2 separate regions of the Hordeum vulgare genome follow, and region 1 is linked to region 2. The links are chromatin contacts, called in public Hi-C maps. All regions are on one chromosome and are shown on one strand. The core of a region is the stretch at or near the end of the contact, and the rest is flanking DNA. Distances in the headings are between cores, read along the strand shown. Region 1 holds the start of LOC123448130 (aquaporin SIP1-1). Region 2 holds the start of LOC123448129.

Region 1 (3,235 bases), core at 384-2,883, 160 kb after region 2:
AAGAGTAACAAGATCCGCGAGGGATTGGTGGGGGAATCAACTTTTCTCTTGGTGAAAGTGTGGATCTAGGCCTTCTCAACCAATCCCTAAAGAATCAACAAGTTTGATTGGCTAGGGAGAGAGATCGGGCACTTTTAAGCTTGTGGAGCAACAATGGAGCATAGAGAGGTAAGAGATAGTGTTCCTCAGCTAAAAGAACACTTTATATAGTGGGGGGAAAATTCAGACCGTTTTCCCACTCTCTGCCCGAGATCCAGCGGTACTACCGCTGGGAAGGAGCGGTACTACCGCTGCCTGGCGGTACTACCGCTGGATGCAGCGGTACTACCGCTGGGGCTTCCAGCGGTACTACCGCTGGCCCTTGGTAGTGCATAAGCACTACTATCGCCGAGAAAGTCTTCGCAAAAGGGTCCGTCCACGAACTACCGCTAGGTAGGTGGAACAGGGCACCTGGAGCGGTACTACCGCTGACCAGGGGCGGTACTACCGCCAGCCAGCGGTACTACCGCTGACCAGGGGCGGTACTACCGCCGGCCAACGGTACTACCGCTGGCTGCAGCGGTACTACCGCTGGCGGTCCAGCGGTACTACCGCTGGGGACCATTTTGCAGAGAAGCAAAGAACAAAACGGCGAGGGCCGCTCCAAAGATAAAGGAGAGGGAGAAAAAGAGGTGTGCGTGTGCAAAGATAGATTCCACCCAAACCTTTCCCCTACGGATCCCCTCTTAATAGTACGACTTTCCTATGACTCAAATAAAGAGAATCTAGGAGGGCGCCGTGCTTCCGTTCCAGAAGAGAGGAGTCGTGTCGTCTTGTGCCGTTGACGAGTGTTGCCTGAAACCTTGACACACACGATTAGTCCTGTACGGAACTGTCATCAATCACCAAAATTACTTAGGCATAAATTATGCCTCAACACATTGCTTTACCAACAATTAGCGTATAAATATATTCACCTAGGCCCAAAGGCATCACAAACAATTCACAGCCAAATTTACAATTTCATAGTCGTTTCAACCAAACACCCTTCAACTTTTCTACATCAACATTTACGCAACAGCTTTTTCAGAATCTGCAGCTCAATCAAACACAACCTAAGCAATGAGGGACACAGAAATAAAAATCCCTATAAAAATCAAAGCAGATTCAAAAAATCTGATTTCTTTTCTGATAAACATTGATAAATATTTCGAGTGCTTGCAAAGATTCGTCATGAAATCACATTCCTATGAGGCATGAAAAAAATCGATACTCTAAAAATGCTATTTTCAAAAACCTTTTTTTACCATGACTTTCATAAATGTGATTTCATGATGAAACTTTGCACGTTTTTAGAAAATTCGTCACAAAAAATTGGATTTTTTGAAATTGTTTTATTATTATTTTACTGTTCACTCGAGTCATTTGAGGTCGAGCTGAGAAAATCTACTGTCCTTTTTTTTAAGAAGATTTACCTTCCTAATAGTCCGTCCTATATCAAACCGCCGCAGGTAAGCTAGTCCGGTTTCATAGCGTCTGGTACACGGTTCTAAATGGATATGTCAAGATCTGCTTTCAAATTCCACAAGCATCCAAGTTTTGAATAGGGGGGTAGCAAAGCATAGCAGTATCTTCGGGGTTCTGTTGGCATTGGCTGGGTTGTTAGGCGAGAGGGACGGAGGGCGTGCTCCCTCCAATCTTCTTTTCTCTTTTCTCTTTTCTCTTGTGCTGTGTGCCAAGCCAAACCCATACATACACACACCCCAGCCCACCACCAATCACCGGCAGCAGCGACGGAGTGAGGAAAGGAAGGAAGGGACGCTCGGATGGCGATGGGAGCGGCTGTGCGGGAGGCGGCGGCGGACGGCGTCGTGACCTTCCTCTGGGTGCTCTGCGTCTCCACGCTCGGCGCCTCCACGGCCGCCGTCACCACCTACCTCAGCCTGCACGAGGGGATCCACTACGCCCTCCTCGTCACCGTCTCCATCCTCGCCCTCCTCTTATTCGCCTTCAACCTCCTCTGCGACGCCCTCGGCGGCGCCAGCTTCAACCCCACCGGCGTCGCCGCCTTCTACGCCGCAGGCCTCACCAGCCCCTCGCTCTTCTCCATCGCGCTCCGCCTACCAGCGCAGGTCTGTCACCTTCCCCCCCCCCCCCCCCCCCCCCCCCCCCGCCCAACTAAGTCAAAATCAAACCAATCAGCACCACGCGAATCTGAATCTGTCTTCCTAGGCCGCCGGAGCCGTGGGCGGAGCTCTGGCCATCTCCGAGCTGATGCCCGAGCAGTACAAGCACATGCTCGGCGGACCCTCGCTCAAGGTGGATCCCCACACCGGCGCCGCCGCCGAAGGGGTGCTCACCTTCGTCATCACCTTTGCCGTCCTCTGCATCATCGTCAAGGGACCCCGCAACCCCATTGTCAAGACAGCCATGCTCTCCGTCTCCACCGTCAGCCTCGTCCTCACCGGCGCCGCATACACCGGACCCTCCATGAACCCTGCCAACGTACACTACGCTCACTCACTTACAGTATTTCTTTACTTTCATTTGATTGCCAAGCTTATCCATGGAACTGCAGCCCCCGATACTGAACTGAGCTCAATTCGAATGGACAAGCCTCTTTATTGTCTTTTTGGTTTTGATATTGATGGCCAACTGACTGATTTAGTGATGCAAATGACTCCCTTTTGGCATGTCCGTCTGGAATTGGGCAATCAAATCCTATATGACCCCTGAAGTGCTTCATTCTGCTTATTGGGAACACGATCACGCAAACACTAGGCCTTACATTCATGTAAACTGGCACACCGAGCCATAAATAACTGAATGCCATAGTATCATGTTGGAATATGCAAGGAACATTCACTAGATACATAACGAGTGATACTCTGAAGACTCGTTTGCAGCCCTAAAAGGCTGAAACTATCAATGAAACTATTACTTTTTACCCCATTCATGGAATGAACATCCACTGGACACATCACTAGTGATATTCTTGAGACTCGTTTGCAGCAAGTCATCCTTTCCATCTCTAGAAGAGAAAAATATTCAGTAGTTAATGTTCACTGGGTGGCATTTTACTGGTAACAGGAACAAGTCTTTATGATGCCATGGGGAGGTTTGTTATTGTGCTTAGTTGTGTGCTTCTTTCAACTTGTTACTCAGGGAATAGTTATCTTATCCACCTCCAAAACTTGGTGGATGTCAAATCTTGACCGAGTGAATTTTTGTATTTATGCTGCTATATGCCATTGCT
Region 2 (2,914 bases), core at 412-2,911:
TTGTAGCTCAATATTGCACAAAACTTATTTAAAGGAGAGGACAAGAAGACCAAGAAAGGAAAGATTAGGAAAGGGCGACCATTTACCTTGCACCATTGCTATGATGAGTTGAATGATGATGAGAATGAAAGCCCCGTGAAGGTGTTGATGAGGAGAGCAACAAACGCAAACGAACTATTGATTTGAATGATGATGAGGAAAAGTCATCAAGTGATGGCGACAAGAGAAGCCCTACACCAAACTCAGTTGCCTACTCCAAGCCAATGAGACCAAGTGGAGGCAAGAAAGAAGGAAAAGAAAAGAAGAAGAGGAAAGGAGATGATGAGCTAAAAAATGCTATGGAAGCTATTGTGAACGCAAGAAAGGAAACAAATGAGGTGAGGAAGATGGCAAGATGCGGCAGCCGAGGAGAGGAGGTTGGCGAGTGAGGAGAGAAAGGTGTCGTCGAGGAGAGGAAGGTGGCATTGGAGGAGAAGAAATTGGCCATGGAGGAGCGCACTAGATTGTTGAAATGGAAGAAGTACTTGTTCTTCATCATGGACACATCTATCCTCGACGAGCAACAAAAGGAGTACGTCAAACGTACGCGAAAAAAAGTCTTGATCCAAAAACGAGGCATGGCCACTGGAGGCATGTGAGCTACTATGGGAGGCATGGATGGCATGAGTGGCTTCGGAGCTATCATGGGCGGCATAGGAGGCATGGGTGTTTCGGAGCTATCATGGGGGGCATGGGAGACATTAGTTTTGCGTCTCTCATGGAAGGCATGAGAGCACCTCCAGATGGACACATGTCTTCCGGTGTGCCTCCTCCCGCGCCCTTCGCATGAAGCCGTTGAAGATATTGCCAACACCTACCGAGCTCCACATGATGATGCGCGCGCACGTCAATGAAGACGAGGAGAAGGAAGAATCGTCTTCGGATGGGGATGAAGAAACGGAGGAAGAGGAGGACGAAGATGAGGATGAGACATGATTGTTGTGTGCCATTTCTTTGTGTGAACTTTTTTATGTCATGAACTTGGTTCGATGATTTTGCACTTGGTTGGATGATGTGGCATGATTGCTGATGCGCCGTGAAATTAAACTATGCTACATCTTTTTATTTATGTTTGAAATATCCATATTTATCATCATGAAAATGAACAAAATGCAAGTGTCCAGTGCTCGCACGCGCTGAGTTTTAGCGCGTCCGCTGGAGCGGCTCACGCGCTATACTTTGATGCAGTCGTTGGAGCCGACCCACTAGGACGCGTTAATTTTTTTTATTTCGACACTGTATGAATTTTTTTTTAACGTGTAGGGTGGTTGGGCGAGATGTTCTCAAACATGTACTCCGTGCGTAAACTAAGGCCTTCCCTAATGCTTGTATCTTGACACGGTATCATAGGCATATTGCTGATGTGGCACCATATTAATTAAAGAAAGAGAGTGATGCCGTATCTTATTTAGTATACGGTTCTTGCACGAGATCATAGGCAAAAAATATGATTAGACCAATCAAATACATGCATGAGGCCAAATTAATTAAATACTAATCCACTAAGATACAACACTTAAAAAACCATGCATTAGGATGGTTGTATCTTATAATGCAACGGTACCTAGGATACCACGCTGAGAGACGATGAAGTCCTAATATACTCGCGTTACCACGACCTGCTGATGCGCGGCGTGTCCGAGTCGTCTTCTCTCTTCTCCCTCCCTCCGAGGCTCCCACCCACTTCTTGCCGCAGAAACCGACTACCGTCCCAACTTACATCCTCTCCCGCCGCCACACCCCCCGCTGGAGAAGACAGCCGAGTCGCCTCCACCTGGATCCACGAACTCGTGGTTCCGATTCCCGTTTTTTTGGTCAGTCCGTCTGTCAGCCGATCCATCGAGATTGTTTTTGTTTCGTTCCCTAATTCCTTCATTCCTCTATAACTGGTATTGTTCGTGCTCTTCTCAATCCGCGTTCTTCAGGTCATTAGGACTAATAATAACTGGGACTAGTGGATCCATCGGCCCAGCATGGAGCCTTCAGCACAGGGAGAGCCTTCTACTTCCCCGTCGGTACGTATGTCATCTGTACTTGTTTTCCTCTTGCTGTTACCACTTACTACCCACCTTCCGATGCCTTGAAGATTTCGATGTTCAGATATTACCCGAGTCGCTTAGGAAGTTAGTACTGCTGGAGCACAACCTTTTCTTGTCATGGTAGGAATGAAGCAGGCAGCAGTTGTAGTTGTCTATTTGCCTTGTTTGTTGTGTGCCATAATAAACCTGAACTTTTCAACCCATTATCCTCATCCTTCCTTCGTACCACCCCTCTTCTTCATATACATTTTCCAGTTTAATTGGGAAGGAAGGCTTTGGTGCCATCGACTTTACCACATTGCAGCAACACTGCTTGTTTTTTCTGATGATATCAATCAACCTGCAAAAATAAAAGCATGGCCGTCACTAGGTGAGAGGAATTGAAGAGTCGGCATTCCTTTCACAAGGAAATTGGTCTGCTACTCGTGTAGCCATTTTATCCAACGCGGATGATTAAATGGCAGTTCCTGTAATATTGTGAACCGAACTTGCTTGCTGCGTCGTGCTATTAACATCACAAAAATGCACCGAGCCAAGTTGCTAAGTGATTTGGCTTACTTAACCTTAGTCCCGGGACAGGATTGTTACTTACGTTTTCTGCAATATGACTGGCTAAAGGCCCCTGTGGTCATACTTTTTGTTTTTATTTTATCACTTCCTTTCGCTAACAAAATAATTACTGATATATCACAAATCTAGGTCGACGATAGCCAATCAGTCAATAGGGCTGAAGATTCAGAACTCTTCCCCTCTGTCCCAGCATTAAACCAAGCTGCGTCTAATCTTGCCCAAATAGCTTCGTATTTTACCCAGTGCCTCCCAGTGCCTGGTTACAC

The links. Hi-C and Micro-C count contacts between places; a contact is called where the count stands out from the background.
Region 1: a contact with region 2 is called in a Hi-C map of seedling, with 3 times the contacts expected there. The contact joins the promoter of LOC123448130 here to the promoter of LOC123448129 in region 2. A contact is called at or near these places in 2 of 6 Hi-C or Micro-C datasets (leaf and seedling) and 1 of 1 datasets of contacts at active chromatin or transcription factors (embryo).

The regions. Positions count from the first base shown.
Region 1 is chr4H:130,605,972-130,609,206 of MorexV3_pseudomolecules_assembly, forward strand. LOC123448130 (aquaporin SIP1-1) reads left to right here and starts at 1,634. Exons shown (of 3, transcript XM_045124909.1): 1 at 1,634-2,111; 2 at 2,212-2,484. The coding sequence starts at 1,806.
Region 2 is chr4H:130,449,947-130,452,860 of MorexV3_pseudomolecules_assembly, forward strand. It overlaps LOC123448129, which reads left to right and starts at 1,662. Exons shown (of 9, transcript XM_045124907.1): 1 at 1,662-1,853; 2 at 1,965-2,054; 3 at 2,778-2,914. The coding sequence starts at 2,013.